Linked DNA regions of Mus musculus: all the other regions are linked to region 3. The links are chromatin contacts, called in public Hi-C maps. All regions are on one chromosome and are shown on one strand. Each heading gives the region's core, a stretch centred on a gene start, on an enhancer-like site or on the middle of the called end of the contact. The rest is flanking DNA. Distances are from core to core; before and after follow the strand shown.

What was found. A called contact is a pair of places that touch in the nucleus more often than the background predicts.
Region 1: a contact with region 3 is called in a Hi-C map of cortical neurons, with 2.2 times the contacts expected there. The contact joins two enhancer-like sites. A contact is called at or near these places in 2 of 39 promoter capture datasets (embryonic stem cells and second pharyngeal arch cranial neural crest), 3 of 15 datasets of contacts at CTCF or cohesin (the NIH/3T3 cell line and large pre-B cells), 78 of 484 Hi-C or Micro-C datasets (the AML12 cell line, the AtT-20 cell line, B cells and 43 more), 18 of 115 datasets of contacts at active chromatin or transcription factors (bone marrow-derived dendritic cells, cardiomyocytes, differentiating embryonic stem cells and 7 more) and 5 of 9 other capture datasets (adipose tissue, embryonic stem cells, embryonic tail and 2 more).
Region 2: a contact with region 3 is called in a Hi-C map of the N1E-115 cell line, with 2.9 times the contacts expected there. The contact joins two enhancer-like sites. A contact is called at or near these places in 1 of 15 datasets of contacts at CTCF or cohesin (large pre-B cells), 5 of 484 Hi-C or Micro-C datasets (the N1E-115 cell line, bone marrow-derived macrophages, embryonic fibroblasts and 2 more) and 1 of 9 other capture datasets (embryonic stem cells).

The regions. Positions count from the first base shown.
Region 1 is chr6:37,328,327-37,331,978 of GRCm38.p6, forward strand. It overlaps Creb3l2 (cAMP responsive element binding protein 3-like 2), which reads right to left. Exons shown (of 12, transcript NM_178661.4): 12 at 2,695-3,652. Among named protein-coding and RNA genes, the nearest start is that of Dgki, 30 kb to the left of the region's middle. Within about 2 kb of position 1,790, at least 50 of the 459 cell types and tissues checked have an H3K27ac peak or open chromatin away from gene starts, as enhancers often do. A contact at or near this core is called in cerebral cortex, cortical glia, cortical neurons and 3 more, where this site is marked.
Region 2 is chr6:37,275,613-37,279,574 of GRCm38.p6, forward strand. The region is part of intron 1 of Dgki (diacylglycerol kinase, iota); the gene reads right to left. Among named protein-coding and RNA genes, the nearest start is that of Dgki, 22 kb to the right of the region's middle. Within about 2 kb of position 1,684, at least 58 of the 459 cell types and tissues checked have an H3K27ac peak or open chromatin away from gene starts, as enhancers often do. A contact at or near this core is called in the N1E-115 cell line, where this site is marked.
Region 3 is chr6:37,095,438-37,099,571 of GRCm38.p6, forward strand. It overlaps Dgki (diacylglycerol kinase, iota), which reads right to left. Exons shown (of 34, transcript NM_001081206.2): 4 at 2,115-2,189; 5 at 811-867. Among named protein-coding and RNA genes, the nearest start is that of Gm52857, 190 kb to the left of the region's middle. Within about 2 kb of position 2,119, at least 39 of the 459 cell types and tissues checked have an H3K27ac peak or open chromatin away from gene starts, as enhancers often do. A contact at or near this core is called in the N1E-115 cell line, cerebral cortex, cortical glia and 4 more, where this site is marked.

The DNA.
Region 1 (3,652 bases), core at 540-3,039, 230 kb after region 3:
TGAGGGAACCATCCCCAAGCCTACGGAGAAAGCCCCCACCCCCAACTTCAACCTAATACTAGCTAGTAATATATGACACCTTCCAGGGACAGGGGATCTCTGCCATCCTGGATTCAGATACAAGGCACATCAGAGGCATGAATAAGTACTTAGGAGAGAGAGAGAGAGAGAGAGAGAGAGAGAGAGAGAGAGAGAGAGTGGAAGGAAAGAGACCTAGCACTAGTACTTGAGTCCTCTGAATGACTACTAAGACTTGTTTTCCAAGTCCTTTTTTATTCTCCAAGATTTCCTCGGCCTTAGGAAACCTGTTCTTCCTTTGTAAAACCGAAAATGTCTAAGGAATGAATGAATGAATGAACCAGAATCTGTGTCTGGCTCCTTCCAGTGGCCTCCTTACTGCTCTCTCCACTCTCTCCTGTGACTGCCTTTGTGGGGTGGAAGCAGAATTTATCCTGGCGGCTCTGCTCTCTGCCTCTGCAGCAAGTGCTCTAATGAAGTGGTTCTCGCTAAGACCCCCGCCGTTAATGGCTCCACAGGTCCTGCCAGGCTGCAAGTGGGAGTGCTAAGCTCTAGTCCAGGTTTCTCAAACACTTGGCTCAGCGGAAACAAATTAGCAACTAAAAGCTTTTTCTCCCATTTCCACCCCTCGTGTTGGCAAGAATCAGGCAGATGTCCACTCCTCAGGTGGGGACAAGATGTCTCCATTTCTCCATGGGGGCTTGCGCACACACTTCACAAGGCTCAGAGGCACTTCTAATTCTGTTCTGCTTTTTCTGGGTCTGAGCACATGGGACGTGAGGGGACACGAAGTGCTGCAAAGAATTTTAACAAGACCTGTAGTGAAAAATGATGGACACAGATTCTGTACCAGCCGGAAGAAGAAAGCAGTCCGATATCCCTGTTGTATGTGGATAACAGTTGCAGGGGCTCTGGGGGCACCCAAGAGGAGCTGGTGCTTAAGACGGGGTGTCTATTAACCTGGTGTGTATAGTTTGTAAACAATGTGGCCCCAAATCTGTCTTCCCAAGGCATGGAATCATTTCTATGAACCGAATGGTTATCTAATTTTGCCTGCACTCATGTTAGATCCCACCCCCACCTCCTGCCAGGAAAGAGCAACTGAGTTCAGCTGTCAAGATTTTTATAGAACACTCTCTTTGCATGAGCTACACTGCAAAGTCCTGACACTTCAGAGGCTCTTCCTCAATGCTGGCGATGGTGATGGCAATGACACCTCCATTTACAGGACCCAAGTTGGGAGCTGTAAAGGGGGTGGGGGGAAGGGGCAACTGGGTTCCTCAGGTCTCATCTAGGGAAAAGAGGCCTTGTTCTCTACATCTTTGCAAGACATCTCCATCACTAAAGTGATTTTAAAAAGAGTAGTGGGGGTGCTGACCTGTTTACAAGGTAGAAAATATAACCAGCGGAATTTGTTCTGGCTTCTCTCTCTAAGTCTAGCAGTCTTTTTTCAAAACTTTTCAAAATTTCAGTCCAAGGTGTTGGGTCAACCACTATTTAAAACCTTCAGACATAACCATAAGGTATTGACTGGTTTGCAGGACAGCTCAGTCAGTGGGAAAAACCAATATCCTAGCCTTAAACTCTGAACAAAAAGTGCACACATCCACTAATTGCTCGCAATCCATCTTGTCTCATGCATCTCTGCTGGGTCCCTTGACTCTACTGAGCATCCCAGACGGCAAGCCAGCAGCAGTAAAGGGCAGAGGGTTTTCTCATAGAGTGGCAGTGTTGGTTGCCGAGAGCTCCTTTAAAGGGCTGTTTGAGTTCTCTGGCTTATGTCCCATGTCTCTTGTTACAGATTCTATTCTGGATGGCTAATTTCTCAGAGACAAAGGGCCCTGCTGTCTGGAGACAGTGACACCCAAAAGAGTAGGTAGAGAGGAAAATAAAGTCCTCTGAGAACTAAGGATGTGACTGGACACTTCCTTCTTCCTCCTCCTGCATGAATGGGGTCTCGACCTCAGCTCTCCAGGGACATCAAGAGACCAAGGTTCAGCTCAGCCAATGCACACATCAGTCTAAATCCCCATTTCAGCTCTCTATGGCAAACCCTTCCTCTCTCATCATGCAAACATTGCCTCACCCTAGGATTTTTCCTGCTTAGGCTCTTTTAGGCATTTCCTAAGTTTATGATGTATAAATATCTGGCACTGTAAAGAGCAGAATGGGCCAGGCCAAGGAAGATCAAGGGAAGAGAGAAGAGAGAAGAGAGAGAGAAGAGAGAGAAAAGGTCACTAGCCACCCTTTTTGTATAGCCCTGGCTATACACCACCCTGTAAGGGAGGGTGGCAGCCCCTTAAACAGGAGGGCTGCCAAGATCACAGTGGCCCTGAGCTTGGCCATCTGCCAGCTGGGAATCCACCACGGTAGGGAGGGAGGAGTGGGGGAAAGGAACATTCCCTAGGATGCCCTGAGCAGACCAAGTAAGGAGCTACTCATGGGGCATGACAGCAAACACTAATGACACCAAATCCTATGTGTGACATAGAAGGCAGGGCCATAATCCCCTTTATACAGGCTCTAATGATCTCAAAGATGATGAAGACAGAGAGGAGAGAGGGAGAGAGAGAGAGAGAGAGAGAGAGAGGAGAGAGAGAGTAAAACTACAGGCCTTTTAGCTGCTGCTAAAAATAAAATACAAAGTGTAAGCACATTTCTTACATAAAATCTTTTACAAGCTGGGGGTGGGGGTGGGGAAACACTTTAAACGAATCTTCTATCTTATACAATAAACGAGCAATTTCCATTTCTTATTTGTATGAAAGAGGAAAGGATTTTTTAAACTACAATTTTTACTTTTTAATCATAAAAAAAAAAAACAACAACAACAACAACAAAAAAAGAGTTTAGGGTTTAGTTATGTCTCTTTGGATGAGCTGCAAAGTATCCAAACCTGACTGTAAAAGGTACCACTGTGGGTGTACAAAAATGACCAACTCCAGCCCCAATTAGTTAAGGCAGGTGGATGGAGGGCAGAAGGGAAGGAGGAAGGTGAGGGAGTGGGGTAAGCAGGTAGGCAGGACAAGCTAGCAAGGGTGTCAGCAACGCTCATTATCCTGGACAGGGCTTTCCTTCTGTGTGGCAGGACCAGAGAGAGGAAGCCATGGAGCCTAGAGCCTGAGTCAGAAGACAGTATCCACCATTCCCATGTATTCATCCATCAGGGGACACATGCCTAAGTGGATTCCGCAACAGCGATGATGTTATAGGTCCCCAATTTTAAAGAAGAAAAGGGGGGAAACAAGGCATCAAGTACAAAGACTAGGGTCCTAGATTCCGGGGACTCTCCTGTTCCAAAGGCCAACAGAAGACTTTGCTGGTTGAAAGGGGAAATCTTTTCACTATGGCCAGCTGGGAGCTTGAGCAAGCTAATAAATACTATTTACAAATGGGGAGGGGAGGCCAGGGAGACAGAGCTATTGTCCTGTGGAGATGCAGGCTGTGTATGAGTGGGTGTGGGGGTGTCCTACAAACAACACAGTGGGCAGGAGAGCCTGGGAGAGAAGAGCCTGATGCCTTCAGGAATTGCACTTGCGGCCTGAAAATATGGTGGGAGCCCCATCTGCCTCTGCAGACATCCAATCAGGACTCCGGGGTACAGGGTGGAGAGAAGACTGCAATGACGCTTTGG
Region 2 (3,962 bases), core at 434-2,933, 180 kb after region 3:
GTGATCAAAGGATGAAATGAGTCTTGGATATTTAAGCTCCAGCTTAACTCAGAACCAAGTGCTCTTGGTGTAATTTTTAATATTGCTATTGGGTACAGCCCACATTCCAACACCTACCCACAGATGTTACACCAAATCACACTCCCCAATAAAGCTGTGTTCCCAGATCCACAACCCTGTACCCACACAGAGAATCCCAGAATTTCAGATGCCATGGGATCTGAAAAGCGGTACAGCCCAGCCTTGTGGTTTAACAAATTATCAGCTCTTCACACAGCCCACCGCAACACTCTTTTATCAGAAAGATAGTGTCCACATTCTGTGTGGCAAGCATCCATCATCTGTCCTGGTCCATTGCAAGGCCCACAGCCTGCCAGACACTCAGGCTCCTACATGTTAGTATCGTGGACAACTTTGTTCTGGAATGCATGATGCTTTCTCCCACCCCCATGACTATGCTATCACCCTGACTACCCATATGATAAATCTTCAACAATCTGTTGAGCATCACCTCTGCTGCAAAGAACTCTCTTACCCTCTTGGTCTTGAGGACCACTGCACCCTCCTCTGCTGTCTCCTGACGCTTTTCACACAGCTTTAACAGCATTCTCACCATGTGTAAATCTGTGCTGTTTACATATCTGTCTGTATTCTTTTATTCTAAGTTGCCCAGTTGCTTTTGAGCCAGAAGTTTGTTCTGAAGTTTGTCTTAGAGGGTTTGTTGCTTAGTAGTCTGTCATTTTCTCAAAATACTCTCCCACTGACTCATCCTTGTAATGAAAAGTGTGCACAATGTCTATATGGTTCTCACGCTCTGAAACAAGGTCACTGATGGTGTGAGACAGGCAAACATTTGAGACACCAAGACGGCTATCAGTAATACGAAACAGCTGGCAGTGTGTGGGCATAGGCATCAGTTGTGTATCGTAGATCATATCATACATGTACATGCCTGAATGTTTTTAAGTCAGGGCCCGTATTTCAGTTGTTTCTATTATCCTTGAGGATGAGGCTACACATTCTTTAGAAGTTAAAGGAAACAAAGACAATAGAAGAGAAGATAGTAATGCAGAGCTGGAGAAACGGCTCAGTGGTTAAAATTAAATAAGTTATCTTTGAAAAGGAAAGAGAAGGAGAGGAGAGGAGGGGAACGGAGGGGAGGGGAGGGGAGGAGAGATGCTGAAGTAAATTTAGAGACTCTCCCAATGGTCACAGCCTATATCCAGGAAAGTCTCAGGAAGCATGCTTTTCCAGACAAACCAGGAACCACAGAATTAACCACCTGCACAACACTTCACGTCCTACTGCCTCATCTTTCCACCACAGCATAGCTCCTAGCTCCTCCCACTCACTGCTTGGGTAAGGACAACCTCAAGTGAAAATTCCTACAGAAGTCAAAAGAGCAGCTGACAGCTGACAAGGGAACTCAGGTGCTAAACAGTGAGTCTCATGGGAAATGGGCACACTTTCGGGAAGAAACTCCTTTCATATTGGATTTTCAGCCACCAATCCCTACCCTCTTAACCAACTGGTGTGCCTACTGCAGTGAAGGTGTCTCGGGGGAGGGGGCTGGAGGTCCTCCTGGTTGTTTCTGCACTTACTGGGAAAGCCCCATGACTGATCAAGGCCTCTCCCTCTTGCAAAGAAAACCAGCCAGCCAAACCAGCCAGCTGGCAGGAGCTCCGAGGGTGAGGCTGTGTGAGCCCAGAGCAGCCCTTCTAGCCCTGTGTCAGGCCTCCCAGCCAGGAATCAGGCCAGGCCAAGAGGTGAGGAGTCACCAGTTCCAGCCTACAGCCAGCTTTCTCTGAAAATGTCAGAGCCATCCACTGGGGCCTGGTCCCTCCTGAGCTTCTGCCAATTTGCACCTGATTAGCAGCAGCCTGTCCCCAGTGACACTCCCTCAGAAATCCCACACCAGGCACCTCATTGGTGCTGGAGGAACTGGGCGTCTGGGGAGAAAGACATCTGAGCTGTTAGCAGACTGACAAATCTCAGGGCCTCTCAGAAACCCAGAAGCGCAGGCTCTTACACCCTTGGCTCAAGATTAGTGGGTGCTGGCATTCAAAGGGTTAAGAAACCAGCTGATGGGCACAAATAAATGGCAAGCCCCGTGAATGTAACCACACTGAAGCTGAATGCCACTGGAAGTCATGGTGGTACTTCTACTTGGATGCTTTCCTTGCAAAACTGATGCAAAATGACCTACCTCTTTCTCCCTGGTTACAAAAGAAACTCTAACAAAGATGAAAAAGCCTACGAAACTCTTCCAAATCCCTTAGAAGAAAAACACACTAAAAAAAAAAAAAAAAAAAAAAACGCTGCTTTTCTGTTCAAAAATTCTAAGGAAGCTCATGAACGTTAACTTTTCTATCATCTTCACTGTAGAAAATGAGAATAAATCAAAGTCTTGGTTGGCCAAGGAGAAGTGGACAAAGGCCTTTTATTCTCACTACCTCCAGGAACTCTCTTTGGCACCACAATAAGGGAACCAAAGGAGACCGCCAAAAGGACAGAGAAAACAGGAGGTATGGTAGTACAGGAGACAATGAGGAGTTTGGATGCTGCAGAATAAAGTGAATGCAGCCAAGATAGAGACACCTGAGAATTAAGTGTAAGAATGTGTAGGTATTGACTTGATGTGCCAGGGGGGGTTGGTATGGGGGGGAGTCTCCACAGAGGAGAATGGGAGGTGGGGTGGAGGGGCAATTTGCGGTGGGAACTGGGAGGACGTGTGGCTGTGATCAGGATGCAAAGTGAATAAAAGAACTAATTAATGGGGAAAATAAAGACAGGATAGTTATATAATTATGTTTCACCGCATGTTGAACACACAGTTGCGACCATTTTTTATCAAACCAAAACAAATTTCACATTGAGAAGTGTTCTCCGGGTTCTTAGCCCAATTTGTGAATCTTGTATATCCTCAATATCATCACAAATAAATAAGACTGAACTTTAATAAGAAAATATATACATATACAATTAAAATGGTAGGTGGTTGTGGCCCATGCCTTTAAGGCCAGTGCTGCGCTGGGGTGGGAGGGGCAGAGGCAGGCATATCTCTGTGAGTTCTAGGCCAGCCTGATCTGTAGAGTTCTAGGGCAGTCAGAACTACACAGAGAAACCTTACCATGAAAATCAAAACAAACAAGAACGCCTTCAAAATCTACTAGAGGGATGCAAAAAAAGAGAAAATCAACCCTGTTCCCAGAAAGCAGAATAATGAGACATGAATTGAAGATTAGAGGAATAATTTGGCAGATGCAATAGCTATGCAATATAGAATGCACAGAATCAAAAACAATTGATGAAGCTGGGAGGAAAAAAGTCTTCCAGGCCCCAAGAGATAATAGCAAAATTCTCGAGAAATACATTTTCCATCTGAAAGAGTCTAAAACATCCCCAACATCATGAATATTTGAAACCACGATGACATATGAGCTTCTGATGTTCTATATAGAAAATATAAAGAAAATATGTTTTTAAAAAGCAGGAAGAAAGAAAAAAAAGCAAGAGTTTAATAAAAGTCCGAATGATGTCAGACTTTACACTGAAAACTTTGGGAAGTCTATTTCTCATCTAGAAGAACATTCTAAAAAAAAAATTATCAGTCAAGAGGGAAGGTAGAAACCGAAGATATTCCCGGACATGAAAGGGTTCTTTCTAAGTGCCTTATCCATGGACTCATCCTGAGAAAGTTGCCGCTGGATGCTTCATATCCTAGGAGACTTTTACAGCCCAGAAATCTAAAAGTATTATAGACGTTCCTAGGAGAAAAGAAGAAAATCATTTAGGATGCTGTTGTTGCTATAAAAATTGTATGCTCCACCAAATAAGGAATAAACAAAAATAAAATAAAATAAAATAAAATATGAAAGCAGAAATCCAAAAAATAAAAACAAAAAAGTCCAAACCAAGCAAAATAGAAATGAGAAATCAAGATAATGGGGAAGTCAACCCAT
Region 3 (4,134 bases), core at 869-3,368:
AAGAGCTGCTCTAATTGTCTCTATGTCCCCAACAGCATCGACCCTCATGATGTTCCCTCCACACTGCAGGCAGCATAATATATTCTACTTAGATAGCGCAGTGCGAACCTGCAAATCCCTGATGACTTCCAGCCTGCGTCCAAGGAAGTGGAAGCCTGACTTCCACTGTCTAGCTCTAACTCTCCTCCCAAGTAATGCATCTTACTAAGCTCTCACCTAGGCTTATGTGCTGCTGCTGTTTCTGTCTAAATGGTTGTCTCCCTGTATCTCACATCGCACCCTTTGCCCTAGAAGAGTCCTAAAAGATTCAATCAGTGCCCACATCTCTCAGAAAGCCCATTATCTGGCTCTCTCTCTCTCTCTCTCTCTCTCTCTCTCTCTCTCTCTCTCTCTCTCTCCCTCCCTCCCTCCCTCCTTCTCTTCCTCCTCCTCCTCTTCCCCCTCTCCCTCTCTCCCTCCCTCCCCCCCTCCCTCCCTCCCTCCCTCCTTTTCCTCATCCTCCTTTTGTGGACTAGAGAGTACAACTCAGACCCTAGTTCTAAACTGTCTAGAATAATGGGGAACTCCCCCAACCCCACTTTTCCATTTCATGCGTTAAGACTCTGGCTCCCAAACCCACTCCACTGACAGAATAAAGTACAGTATACCGAAGAATCTTGGAGACTCTTTGTCCTTATTGACACATTAAGAAGAAACTGCTGTATAATGAGGGGAGACAGACCTCATTTGTCAATCCTAGGTGAATCCCTGGGAGATTCGGTGAACCTAGGAGAGTTCAAGGTGCTCTCTGAAACAACTCACAAAACTCACTTCTCTTGGCGATCTGGAGCCTCCTTCCCGAAATGTTGGTTTACATCTGAAATTAATCTGCCATTTGAAGAGAAAAGTATGTTAATGTTAGTGACGAGCAACAGGTTGAAGAGAGCTACCTGAGACCAGAAAGCAACCAATAGTGGTAGACATGAAGGCTATAAACCAAGCCCAGGAAGAATAAGGAATCCGTTCTAGCCTGCTCCTACTCTCCCGAAGCATCTCACTAGACGATCCACAGAGGTACAGTGCCATTTCACACCTCCAGTCGGCAGTCCTGCATTCTCATCCATGCAGTCTAACTTCAAACAAACAAACAAAAACGTTCTTAGCCCATGAATCTGGAAAAATGGAGACCAAAGTCACAGGTAAAGTACATGGCAGCTGAAGTCATCCGGGTAAGTTGGGTTTTTTTTTTTTTTTTTTTTGCTTTTTTTTTTAAAGTAGAAAATATAAACCTGAGAAGTCCTAACTGCTGTGATAACCATTCAAACACACGCACAGATATTCCCTGTAAAAGGACTCAGCACTGCCTTGCTCTGTGGATGAGAAGTGTCCTCGTGAGCTCTTTTGCTCCTGTATAAAGTGAAGTAGAGTGCAGACGAGAAAAATCTAGTCCAAGTGTTAGGCATGGCTGTGAGATATAGGTTGACAGCAGCTGGAGGTGCTGGCGAAGCTAAGCAAACATTGTACAAAGCTAAAATAGTCCCACCGTGATTGCCAAGGGCAGCGCACGAATATAGATCCCACTCAGTGTCTCGCCTGGACACGGAGGAGGAATTATAAATGAGAGCAGCAAGCAGCTCTCTCGCAGAGCTCTGCCCTTCCCCCCAGATGGTAAATGAATAGACAGTTCAGAATCCACTTCTGGAGACAAGACACCACCCTTGGGATGCCACTCCTGGCTTAGCCACACATTTCATGCTGCACCAGCAAAAACTGCTGCCCGTGAGGTCTGCAGCAGCATCTGGGAGCTGCTTTCGGCTGGCTTGGCTAACTCTCCCTTCGAGCTCCTTTAGGAATATGTGAACTCACCGAGAGAAACATATGGAAGCTACAATCTTAAAAGGCTTATTGTAAGTGTTGCCAAGCTTTCCCAAAGTTCAATGCAACATAATATCAAATTAAACCCAGGAAAACAAGACCATGGCTGACCTTTATATATTGTCTTTTCATTGTTATTCTGGTAAGTCATCCTGAACTCAACAATTTTTGGTTTTGTTTTTTAAAAAGTTAGACATTGACACCAGATCTTGGTAAGTGACCGAAGCCAACACACTCGCCAGCAGGTGGCGCTCGCTTACCTTCTCTAGTTGCTCAATGCAGGCTGTGTGGACCACGATTTTGCAGACGGCACACTTCCTCCTGAGAGCGGATTTCTACAACATTCAATTCAAAATACAGGAGAGAAGTGTTAGCAAGCTGTTCTGGAGACTTCCCTGGAATGAACGCGAGACTCCTTAAATTAAGCAAAATTGTAAGTGCTTCTGTTACTAAGCAAATTGAAAACCCCTAAACATGTCAAGGTAACTACCCACAGGCACACCAGTGGCCTAGACAGGCTTCTTCGCAATATAACAGCAATACCTGTTACAAAGAGGGCTTATAACATAAACCAAGGTCTTTAGTCTGTTACACCAGTTTTAAGTGCTACGCCTGAACAACGCAAGCACTGTCCTTACGTTTTCAAACTTTTTCACACATTCCAACTTCACTCTTGAGGGACAGAGTCAATATTCTTATGTACAAAACAAGCATTCCACCCATACTCTCGGAGGCTGCATCTCCATGACTGGTTGCTTTAAGCTTCTGTTCTAGGCACAAATCTCGTCGGTGCTATTTGGGTTTCTACCCAAATCTTCAGGAGCGAGATTACAAGTCGGGATTCACACCCAGGAAGCAACAATAACAAACCACTAGCAACAAGGACAGCGTGGGCCACTGGTTAGAATACAGGTCTTGCTCTATGCCCTGACAGGCACATCACAGATGGTCATTCACTTAACCTTTACAGCCTTGTGAAGTAGGGATAGCCCTTATCTATCCCTGCTTCACAGGTAAGAAAACCCACACGCAGCCAGTGACCGGTCCAAGATCGCCCCATTAGGGCACAGCACACCCAATGTGTCTGGCTCCTAAGTGCCATCAAATTTAGCCTTGATTTTGGGCACGCGTTTAAATTCACAGAGAAAAGCTTTCTGGGGTCTATGTTATCTCCAATGATTAAACACTCGAACATGGTGCACGTAGAGAGATGACCGTATGGGCTTCTGATGTCACTCCTGCCAGCATCGCCTAGGGATGTGCAGAGGCCTCTACAAGGACAGGCCTGAGCAAGAGCTGCCTGCCGGGATAATTCTGTTGGATGGTAGTAACTACCACAGCAGCAAATGCAGCATGTAGTGTGTGAGGATCTTAAACTTTCTAAAGACTGTAAACAGTTACTTTCTTCAACAGGCTCTTCTTCAAACCAGTGCTTGCCTCCCTTAGGTGATGAATTGGAACCACATAACAAATCATTTAATGGGTTAGCTGTTATTTTTCATGCTAAGACACAGCTGTTTTGAACCTAGCATCATACACATAAATATACATATATGCATACATATATATATTAATAAACTAAATATTACCAAATAAATATTAAATATTATAATAAATATTACACCAAACCTATTTTGAGCACAAAAACTCATAATAACAGAGATTATCAAAGAGCCCACATGGGAAAGGCTGGGAGTGCTTGTGCATTTGGAAGGTGTCAGTGTAGACTGCTGGCAACCTGTGACTGATGGCTGGCTTCCCTGAGGAAGGACAGTGGAGCCCAGTGGATCACACCTAACACTTCTGTAGAGACAGGGCCCTGGAGGGACAGACAGCCCTGGGGATGCTGGGGAAGGTAGAAGAAAAGAAACTGTCACTTTTTATTTCCTCTGTGGACCCATCATCCAAGTCTAGACATCAGTCTCTGTGGATAGCATTGATAACTAAGTCACCAGCTTCCAGCCGAGTGCACAGAACACCTCAGCAACAACACTGTGTGTCTGTGAGCTCTTAATGTGTGATCCCCCTCTTGGCATTGGTCTTCCTAACATGATGTAGAACAGTAAGTATGTTTGGCAACTAATTTTTCAGACAACGAAAGATAAGGAAAATCAGAACCTAAGGCTATCGCTCCAAGTGTCTTCCTCTACATCCAAAACCAGAAGGAGGGCTAGGGAGGAAGAGGAGGAAGGAGGGGAGGAGGGAGAATACACACAGCCATGTGGGGAAGAATGTGAAACCGAAGAATCACAGCGATAGCAGCAGTCCTGAAACAGCAGC